2 separate regions of the Gossypium raimondii genome follow, and region 1 is linked to region 2. The links are chromatin contacts, called in public Hi-C maps. All regions are on one chromosome and are shown on one strand. The core of a region is the stretch at or near the end of the contact, and the rest is flanking DNA. Distances in the headings are between cores, read along the strand shown.

Region 1 (5,808 bases), core at 2,207-4,706, 300 kb before region 2:
AATCTTGAAGATACTCTAAAATATCCCATGTTATTATGAAATGAAACATCTAACTACATTAAATCTACAACAGGCTTGTGGTAGGAGAAATCAACATTTCATTGCTTTCCTAATAATGAAATCTTTAACAAAAATTGGCAAATGGTACATAATTCCCATAATAGTGGAGTAATAACCCGATGAGAACCAAGCTGGTGGGCTTTTCTTCAAAATCACATTCACTGTATCCTTTGCGAACACATCCGTTGGGGTCGACTTGGATCTTTGTGAGAAGGAAGCTCTCGCTTGGATGACTTCTTCAAATGGTTTATATAGCTTCCACTCAGGCATCCTATTGTAGCTAGCTATAGCAGAATTCCCTATGTTTGACCTTACAGCTCCTGGGACAACATTGATGACATCGATCCCGAAATGGCTCAGCTCCAACCTACATACATCACAAATATAAAAATTCAACTGCTTTTTTGCTTGCTTTGGTAGATCATAAAAGATTCCGCTTTGTTACTCAGATTTCGATGACTGTCATGCATCGGTAATTTTCTTAAGTTTTTCATGTATTTGGAATGTCATTACAATGAAGAATCATAACAATGCAAGATTACCTGCCATTATCTAATTATAGCTATTTTCTTCTGTTTGCTTTCAAGTTTTAACTAGTAATAATCTCATATGACCTGCAGGTTCTAGCCCACAGGCTCATGTAAAGGGGATTTAAACCTGCAGATTCTTCATCCGACATAAACCTGCAGGTTCAAAGTTCAACCCCTGGCTCTTACCAAAGCCCATACCATGTGTGCATATATATCAAAATATCCCCAAGTAAATGGTAATACCACATATCCAGTCACTTAATATATCCTAATGTTCCTTCAAAAACATATATATCCTTAGACTGGGAATGCTCTTTCTTCTCCAGAAAGGGGATCTAAGCTTCCTAGTTTTGTGGAAATACTAATAAGTTAGAATTTGGGACAAAATATATACGCAACTATAAGATAATAAATCAATCACAATGATCTGGATCTTGATAAACTACAAGATGCTATAAACTATTTTACTCAAGTCTCTGGTATAATTGGCAGATATGAATATGTATTCAACACAGATATAATCCATTGCTAAGTTTTTGTATGTATTTGGAGGATCCTTGAAGGATATATCTCTATACTCATGTACAGACGTACATCAAACACACATACTTCAAGAAGAATTAAGTGTCAGAGCAACATAAGTTATACATATCTAGATATTTTTAGTAGACAGAAAAGATATAGAAAAAGCAATTTGATATGCAATGGTTATCTTCAATTTCTCAAACCAATTGCACCCTCGAAGATAAGGGGCCAAGATTTGAAAGCTTTAAAATTCCAAGCATTATCATGCAGCAAATGCATCAGATTTTGAAAATATTAACAATTAATTTGTAGAAACAGAATTGGATGACAATTTTGAATAGTAAAATATTTGGTGGATGTTGACTCCATTCAAATACTAAAAACAATTAGGTTAAATAAATTTCAGTTAAAGTCTCTAGGCAGTCCCTACATTATAGTCAAAAGTGTAATTTAGTCTGTGTACAATATAATTGAGTATTCTAACAATTGAAAGTCTAATATTGGTGTAAACAAATAAAAATTGATAACAAAGTTAGTGGAAACCGGAAACAATCTAAATGCTGACATGGACTTCTGAAATCTAACTGTGTTGAAATCTAACAAAGCATACGTCTTTAATAAAAGAAATTCTTTTGCTACGTTAGTTCTATCTACATGCTTGTATTGTCAGATTTCAGTAGTCCACATCAGCATGTAGACAATTTTTTATTAACAAAGATATAAATTTTATTTGTTTGCATCAATAACAATCGTATAAGGTTAAATCACTCAGTTCTATATTGTTATTTAGTCACCTGAATCTAAAGATATGTGCAAGAACATTATTTTTCTGGTGAACTTAGACGGTAGTTAACGAATTGCCTTTGCAGCTTATTCTTTAATGCAGATGTAATGTTAAACTAACCTCAAGGTATCAGTTAGCGCATGAAGGGCTGCTTTAGATGCAAAATAGACACCGGACCATGGCCCAGGAGCCAAAGCACTAACACTTCCAACATTCACAATCTTACCCTTTTTCTTAGATGCCATGTGAGGTACAACAGCTTGTACTAGTCTCATCGCACCTGCAATCAAATACAACACCATTAACACCAGACAACTAATAGCATCTATACAAATCAAAATTCAATGTTTTGGTGTTAATGTGGATTGGAGTGGGGCTAGGAAGGGGTCTTCAATCCAATTCCTGATATTCACCAAGAAGGGAAAAAGAAAGAAAATGAGAAGTATGCAGTGGATTCATTAAAGACAAACGACTATTATGAAGTTTGGATTCATTGATGAATGAAACATAGTAGCCATGTTACGGTCAGATATGGTATGCTTAAACACTAAGTATATCCAATTTTTTCTAATTTTTTCATGTATTTAGAGGGTCATACAAGTACCCATGTCCAAAAAGCGAGCTCGACATGGCGTCGGACAATATGAAAAGTCCAAGCAACAAAGCAGTGTAATGGTACAGTCCAGCCAATTAGGGAAAGACTACTCATAGGTGCTGCTTTGAGGTTATCAGAAAGTTTCTTAGGCCCTTAAATCCCTGCCTTAATAATATAACAGAAATATCATTGAATATCTAGCATTAAGAGATAGGCCAAGAGCCAAAATAACAAATAATTCAACTTTAGAACACTGGATACAGTACAATTTTCATTTAGTACACAAGATTACATACTATGATTTACTTCAAATATGACAACATTGAAAATATAGACCTGGTTCAGCATCCAGCAATCGCAACTTTCAGAGGAATCGGGATCAATTAAAGGACCAAAGCTTGATCAACTTGTTTCAACAATCAATTGATTGCTTGATTCCATAACTTCATCATGAATGAGCAGTTCATTTGATAGGTTCAATTAACAATAACAAAAAAAAGTAAAGTAAAAGGAGATAATAACTTTACCAAAAACATTGGTATTGAAGGCACTTTCCATGGAAGGCAAAGGGACTTCTGCAAGAGGGCCAACGCATTGGATCCCAGCATTATTAACCAAGACATCAACACGACCAAACTTATTTATTACATTGGACATGGCATGCTGCACGCTTTGCTCCGAGAGAACATCGAGTTCTTGAAGATAAAACCTGGGATCTCGTTGCAGATCGGACATGGAGCTTAAAGACCTACTTGTCGCCACCACCTTGCAGTTGTTATTGGCAAAAGCTCGTGCGAGGGCATGCCCGATTCCCCCCTGGGAACATCCTGTGATTAGAACAACTGGGCTTTGATCCTGGGATTCCATTGAATTGAAAAGAGTGGAAGTTCTTCAGAACGGACTTCTTATTGAACTTGTTCAAATTGAAAAATTCAAAAGCGATAAATACGAGAAGAATTTTACATCGGGAATTTCAGTAATTAATTTGTACTAATCGTTAAAATGTTTTGATACTCACACCGTATGGGGGCAAAATAGGGTTTTCCAATCCCAACCGCAAAGTCAGATAGTAAAAAAGGTTTTTTTCCACCCAAAACCAAAACAAAGGATTTAAGCGTTTTTAGCTTTTCATTTTGAAGTAATTTTTATCAAAATATATTTAAAATGTATGTAAATATTTAAATTAATTAATATTTTATGTGTGATTATTTTAAATTATTTAATTATAATTTATCATTATATTTAATTATTTAATTATTTTTTACTAATATCATTATATTATTTAAAATAATTTATTTTTATATTGAAAATTTAAAATATTTCATGTATGATTAATTTTAAAAATATTTTATTAGTTAATTAAAATTATTTTTTGTAGAAATTAAAAGTATTTAAAATTTTATTTCATGTATAATTATATTAAATTATTTTAATATTATTTGAATTAATTTATTTTATATCTAAAACAAATATTAACTTTTCACTATAATTTTTGACAATAATGCCAAACACTTGAAATTAATAAGAGATATTATTTCCCAATATTTTTTAGAATATTATTTTTCAAACAAAGCTTTTCAAAAGTACCTCTCAATCTCAATAGCAATGCAAACTAGCCTTAATTACAACAACAAAACTAGTTAAGCCAATTAAGTATTGGTATTGTAGGCAAAAGGTGAGAGTCCTAAAAACCTAAGTTCAAGTCCTATCATGTGCAATTGTGTATATCTGGGTCTTTAGGCCCACATTGTGTGTATGTCATGTATAGATTTATTTTTGTTCTTCCCAATTCATTCTAGTTTTATGTCAACTTTGTTTTGCATCGATTTTATTAAACATAGAAAATCGAATATCATAGATGAATAGTACCTTTGTCCATTCATGCACCTTTTCCATTCTACTCCTATTCTCATTACCTTCTCGCTTTTCCATGATTGCAGAAGAAGCAAAGATAACAAGCACTAAAGCCATCAATGATTCTTTCCATTTGAGTTTTGGGATTAAAAGAAGCATGTGTGTTTATTTTTATCTCCTTCATTGGAGGAGTAACTTAAGAAGATGAACTTCTAATTCATATTTGATTAGTTGAGTAGGGTTAACAACAACAAAAACTCATTATGGATAATGTTAGGTTTAAAAGAACCAAAATGGGTGAATTGAGATTTCAAAATTTTTCTACAAATAAAAGAAGAGGGAGGAAAAAGTTTTATAATTCAATTTATAATGGTTCAACCCCAATTTCTCATCTCCACTATCTTAATATATCTTAACTAAAGTTTCTCAAGTCACTATATTGAATTGTTACCTTTTAAGGAAAATGTATAACCTTTATAATCTCTATCATTTTTCAAGGCTTAGATAGAATATTTCCCAAGGCTAAACTATAACCGTACTAGATTTTGATGACTCAACTAGATACCCTTCCTCTTTTTTCTTTTTCTTTTCTTTTTGAAAAATTTAAAATATGAAAACAATAAAAACATCTCTAAGGTAGATTTTTACAAAATTAAGTTCTATCAAAATACAATTAAGCAATTGAAAGAAAGAAAATAAACTCGACAAATGTTTATGTACAAACTATAAGTATGAGAATAATAAAGTAAGAATGATGAAACTTAAGATTTTGATCTTTGAATATTGTTCTCTTGTCTTCTCTTGAGTGTTTAAGGACCTTATTTGTAATAACTTATACTCGATCCGATTATCGAGCTCTAGCTACAGTGCATTACAATCGTTGCCAAAGCGACTGCGAATAATTCGACACTAAATTATATGATTTATGTAACTAATCAAACAAATATACATTTTTAAATATACTTAAGTAATTGCATGATTTATTTATATGCCTTTAATAACACACAATTGATCAGCCATATATATATTTAATTTATTACTAGACTATAAAGATCAAAGTCTAATTGTAATATTATTTAATACCGTAAATTCCAACCTACTGGGTACATGTAACACCTCTAACCCATATATGTCACCAGAACAGGGTTTCGGAGTATTATCATAATTAAATATAGACAATTCATATTATTTAACATTCATATCAGAAATCAATCATAAGGTCCCTTACAAGAGCTTTCGAGACCTAAAACATACGTTAAAAACAAGTCCGGACTAAACTGAGTATTCAGAGAATTTTTCGCAAAATCTCAAAAGTTTTCCAAGATGCAGGGGACACCCGCCCATGTGGTCAGACTGTGTGGCTCACACAGCCAAGAGGCACTCCCGTGTCTTAGGCCGTTTGGGCATTCGAAGTACGACACACGAGCGTGACCCAGCTTGTGTCCGTACCAGTGTAACTC
Region 2 (5,452 bases), core at 2,827-5,326:
CAACTTCCTCTATACCCGAATCAAGTTCCTTTTGAATATGCATAATTTCCTCTTCCTCATCATCCAAAGACAACACAGCCAAATCTCTTTCCATTGAAATATATCTACCACTAAACTAGTGAATTGGCGAAGATAATAAAATCAGAACCCCTTGTAACAGCCTGTTTTCAATGAAATCGGAACAGTGGTTTTGGGACCACAAATTCAAGTCAGAAAGAAAAATTATTTTAATATTATTGCATGGTTTGCATTATGATAGAAATAATGTATGAAAATTTCGTTAAGAAAATTTTACCGATTACATGTTTGATTAGGAGGAAAGGACCAAATTACATAAAATGTAAAAGTTGAGTGCTAGTAGCTATAGGTAGCAAATAGCTATGAAATTCAAAACTTGAGGTCCTTATATGACAATTAGACTATTAAATGGAGTTAGTGATAAGTATGATGATTCATCCATGGAAAATTAAATAAAGAAATGGACTAAATTGAAATAAAAAGATGAAAAGATGATAATTAATTAAATAACAAAATATCATCTTTCCCCAAATTATTTTCATGGAAACCCTAGCTAAGAGAAAAGAATTCAAGCAAGCTTACTTGGCTTAATTAGGTAAGTAATCTTGTCCCATTTTTAGTAATTTTATATTTTCGAGATCGTATTAACCTAATCTAGCTATTTTGGGGATTAATTTGCAAAGTTATCAAAGTATTAAAGTTTTGCAATGGATGAATATGCATGAATTATAAATTTTATGGTAGAATTGGAAAGGTTGTTGATAGATAAACAAATTTTGTAAAATTCATGGAAATATTCTAATTTTGTGAAATACATGGATATTATTGTTATATGAAAAATTTGGCTAGGCTTGGAATAAGGATTAAATTGCATGAATTTCATTTTCCGAGCCTAGGGGAAAATCATAATTGATCAAAAGTATAAGGGAAAAATAGTAATTTTGCCTAAGATGTGAACTAGATTAAATTGAATGTGAATTGTATTAAATTGAGTTAAATTTACTCGTATAGATCCGGATAGATCTAGTACGGAATTGGTTCTAAGAAAACAAAAAGTATCGAATTAGTACCCTACAAACACGAACATTATCAAGGTAAGTTCGTGTAACTAAATTGTATATTTATATAATTGTATTTAATGTAGTGTATGTGAATTGTATAATTGCTATTTATATGAAATTGATTACATATCCGACAAAGCCCGATAAATATTAAGTCTCGTTTGAATAGATGAAATTTCGATGGATACAGGGTTTTCGTATTGGTCGTGGTCCTATATATGTTGCGGACACACCACAGCTTGAAAGAGCATCTTGTTATTAGCCCTTTCGAGCTTCCCGTTATACAGTTCCTGCGGGCTTCCCGCTAATAGCTCTTCGGAGCATTTCGATCGGTTGTGATCCTGCATGTGTTGTGGACACACCGCAACTCTTATGAGCGTCCCATTTTATGGCTCTTCGTGAGCTTCCCGATTAAAGGCTCTTTATGAGCTTCCCGATATGGCTCGCTTGAACTTCCCGATTAATGGCTTTTCAGAGCTACCCGTTATTGGCTCGTATGAGCTTCCTGATTATGGCTCTTATGAGCTCCCCGTTATACAACCTGGATAAACTTTTTGTTACATGGCTCATATAAGCTTCTCGTTATATGGCTCGAGAGAGAGCTTCCCGTTTATGTGCTCGTATGAACAATCCCGAATATGAATTGACGAAGTATAGACTTGTACACTTTATGTGTACTACCGGGTATCCATTGATATTTTAAATGATTCAACGGGTAAACTCTAATACGAGAAAATAAATGAATTTAAAGTGAATTGTTAGTTGTATATACATGAAATACATGGAAATTTGGTATTGATGAGCACATCCTTATGCTTATTATTCATATGAAATACATGACTAACGTGATTAGTGATAGGCTTTTAGCCAAATTATTTGGATGCCATTTATATGTTTATTTTAAAAAAAATGAATCGTAAGTTAATTTCTCGTTATACGAACTTACTAAGCATTATATGCTTACTTTGTTTTATTTTCTCTAGTTTATAGTATTTGGAAGCTCGTAAAGGTTAGAAGCTGGTCGGAGCATCACCACACTATCACTCAGCTCATTTTGGTATAACTAGAAAACTAATTTAAGTTATAATTGCATGTATAGGTTATTTAGCCAATGTTGGCATGATAATGTTTTGGTTATAACTAGCCATTGGAATGACTAGTGTTAAACATATCTTATTGTAATTATATAAGGACTTATCATGTTTGATGTGCATTAAAATGGTTGAATGGTGGAAGTTACATAAGTATGTTAAGGGTTGCATGAATTGGTGAAATATACTCATATATTTATATGGCCAATTAGGTAAGATTGAATACTTGGAAATATGGGATGTTATGACATGTATTGAGCTTGAAATTGGCTTGAATTGAAGGTCTTATTGTGACTTGTAATGGTGCAAAATTGGTTGGTTAGGTTGACGCCAAGTTGGGTGTGAAATGTGGCCTTGGAAATGACCTATTTTTGTCCACACGGGTAGAGACACGGGCATGTGTCTCAGCCGTGTGTGACACACGATCATACACATGGGAGTGTGGTTTGGCCGTGTGTCCCCTGCATCTTTAAAATTAAGAAACAGAATGCCCGGGTATTTCCACACGGGTAGAGACACAGATGTATGTCTTAGCCGTGTGTCACGGGCGTGTGTTTTGGCTGTGTGACCCTTGCCCCTAATTAATGTAAATTAAGTTGTTCACACGGCCTAGCACACGGGCGTGTGGCTTGGCCGTGTGACCCAAGTCAATAAGCAACCTAAATTGGACACGGGTTGGGACACGACCGTGTGCCCCTATTTCGAATGCCCACATGGCCTAAGACACAAGCGTGCACGACCTGACCACACGGGTGTGTGTCCCCTACACCTAGGAAAATTTTTGAAATTTTGCGAAAAATTCTCTGAGTTCCCGGTTTAGTCCCGACCTATTTTAAATGCATACTTTGGGCCTCGAGGGCCCATTTAAGAAACAATATGATTGATTTCAGATATGAATAGTAAATAATATGAATTAATTGTATTTGATCTGTAAACTCCGATAATGCTTCGTAACCCTGTTCCGGTGACGGATATGGATTAAGCCTGTTACAACCCTTGATACAAATAGCGCAGTCAAGATCCTTCAAGAGAACCATAAAACTAACATAAATCTAAAAACAAGAACCTGCCAGCAGCGGCAGACAGAAACATGTTAAAAAACAGACTTATTGTATGTTATTTTTAAACATACATTTGTTTCTATATTTGTTTCTATATTCACATACAAAGTTTGATGTTAAAATACCCTAAACTTGAGTCTAAAGTAAGTATATCGAAGCTTCCTGCACATCCATCTTATATATTTTAGTAATGGGCAAACATGTTCATTATTCTTCCAAGAAGATTCAAATTCTTTTTTATTTTAAATTTCCAATACTGCCCTTAGAGAATCTCAGTATATCAAATATTAATAAGCTCACATATTCTTTTTGTTACCCGTCCCTACCCCCGAATTTCTCAATGGAATAGCCGTTACCATCCCACCACCAAAAGCATAAAATCGAAACAAAAAACTTTAAAATACCTTTCCACGCTCCTTGTGAGGCGGTTACACGCACGCGTCAACTCCTTCGCCTGAATTTCCCGCCCACGCTCTCACCAAGCGCTTAAACCTAACTTCCCACTAAAGACAAAAACAAATTCCGCCGGGAAATATGACGTGAGTTATCAAGACAAGGAAGGGAAGAAGGATGTGCGTAGGTTAAGAGGGAGTGGTGCGTAGGATAAGAAGCCACCTGGTGCGCACATTAGCGATAGTGGAAAGATGGGCAATTCTTTTTAATAATTAATAAATTTGTTTTTTTAATATAATGTAAAAATTGTTAATGGTGTTGCTGTCGACTCAGTGTAGTGTGTAAGATCACGATAACACACAGACAAATGCAAAATGATAATTAGAAAAAGAAATTTATACGAAAGAATACAAAATATTATTAGTAGAAAAAAAGAATATTTTAAAAAGAAAATATAAAAGATTGGTGGAACAGTTTGAATGGGGTGTATTAAGGTGTGGTGCTCTCAGTAGGATTGATGTTGGGAGTGATGAGACTGAGGGCGATTTAGATACAAGAAGGAGCCATTGCTTGTTGAATTTCAACTTTTTTTTTTTGTGCTGTTTTTGGACCTATAATTTTAGCGGGAAACTCTTTCTAACGACCCTTCAAACGAGAAGGTTGGTTTTCCCTTTTTCTTCTTCTTCTCTCTTTTTTGAAAAATTTTGGTGGGTGTTTGGTTTCCGGGAGAGTTGGGGGAGAAAAATAACACAAAAATATAACATTCAAAAACTGGTTAAGTTGTTTAAACAAAGGGTGTTTTCAAGTATTGTGTTTTTCCTTTGAATTAAACATTTTTTCGGTTTAATTGGAGTTTTCTCTGTTATTTTTGTTTTTATGTAAGATGTAAATTAAGAGAAGTATTGAAATTTTTTGGGGTTAAGGAAATGGGTTTTTATTCATTTACTTTTTTGGCTAATTTCTTTGGTTTTGGGTTTAGCGTTTAATTGTTAGCCATGCATCTTTTATTTCTCTTTTCTCTATCTTGGATGATTTTTTTTTGGTGGAACTTTTGTTCAGAGGTGAAAAAATAGATGGGATAAATATTGATTATTAATCATGTTTCCTTTCAGATTTGATTTTCGGAGTTTGCTTCTTTTTTCTTCTTTTTTCCATCTGTTGCTATTGAATGACTCAAATAGAAGCTCTCAATTCTTCCTTATCCGTATTCATATGCTTATGCATAATTTTATTTAAATGTTTTGGGTTTTCTTTGAATTCTCCTTTGTTTTATTCAACCTGTTGCGATTTTGCTAGGATCTACAATTGTTTCACTGCTATGCAATCTACTTTTGAAGCAGAAGAAACTATTTTTTCTGCAAGTTTTGTTATTTGTTTTGTGCATATTAAGAAAGGTCCTATGGAAGAAAATCTTTCTAGTTTTGATGGTAATGAAGAATTTTAGGACTAGGAACAGGAGTAGCAATAGGTCCACCATGAACATAAGAGACAAGTGAACAGTGAGCTCCAATAATGAAAACAGTTGACAGCTTAAGACTGAGCTGGGTAGAGGAGAATCATAATTGGTTTTCAATCTTTTCTCACACTTGGATACAAATAATCTGTGTTTTCTGAGAAGAAAGCACTAAATTCAAGTTGATTTTGCGTAATTGATTGCTCTTTAGTGGAATCATAAACAGGCCGGGGAAGCACAAAAAGATGTCATTGTCCATCCTTTACCAACTATTCTCTATTATCTATGACCTTGCACAGCAATCAGTGCTGTTGCCGATCCTACTATGCAGCATAGATTTATCTTCCTTAACTGTTAGGCTTCTATATGTCCAAA

The links. A called contact is a pair of places that touch in the nucleus more often than the background predicts.
Region 1: a Hi-C map of leaf shows a contact between it and region 2, with 1.9 times the contacts expected there. The contact joins the promoter of LOC105763678 here to the promoter of LOC105763676 in region 2. A contact is called at or near these places in 2 of 2 Hi-C or Micro-C datasets (both in leaf).

The regions. Positions count from the first base shown.
Region 1 is chr12:31,276,571-31,282,378 of ASM2569854v1, reverse strand. LOC105763678 (short-chain dehydrogenase RED1) reads right to left here and starts at 3,456. Exons shown (of 3, transcript XM_012581986.2): 1 at 3,022-3,456; 2 at 2,020-2,179; 3 at 1-427. The coding sequence starts at 3,361. The coding sequence ends at 91.
Region 2 is chr12:30,979,919-30,985,370 of ASM2569854v1, reverse strand. It overlaps LOC105763676 (transcription factor TGA1), which reads left to right and starts at 4,076. Exons shown (of 10, transcript XM_052625523.1): 1 at 4,076-4,283.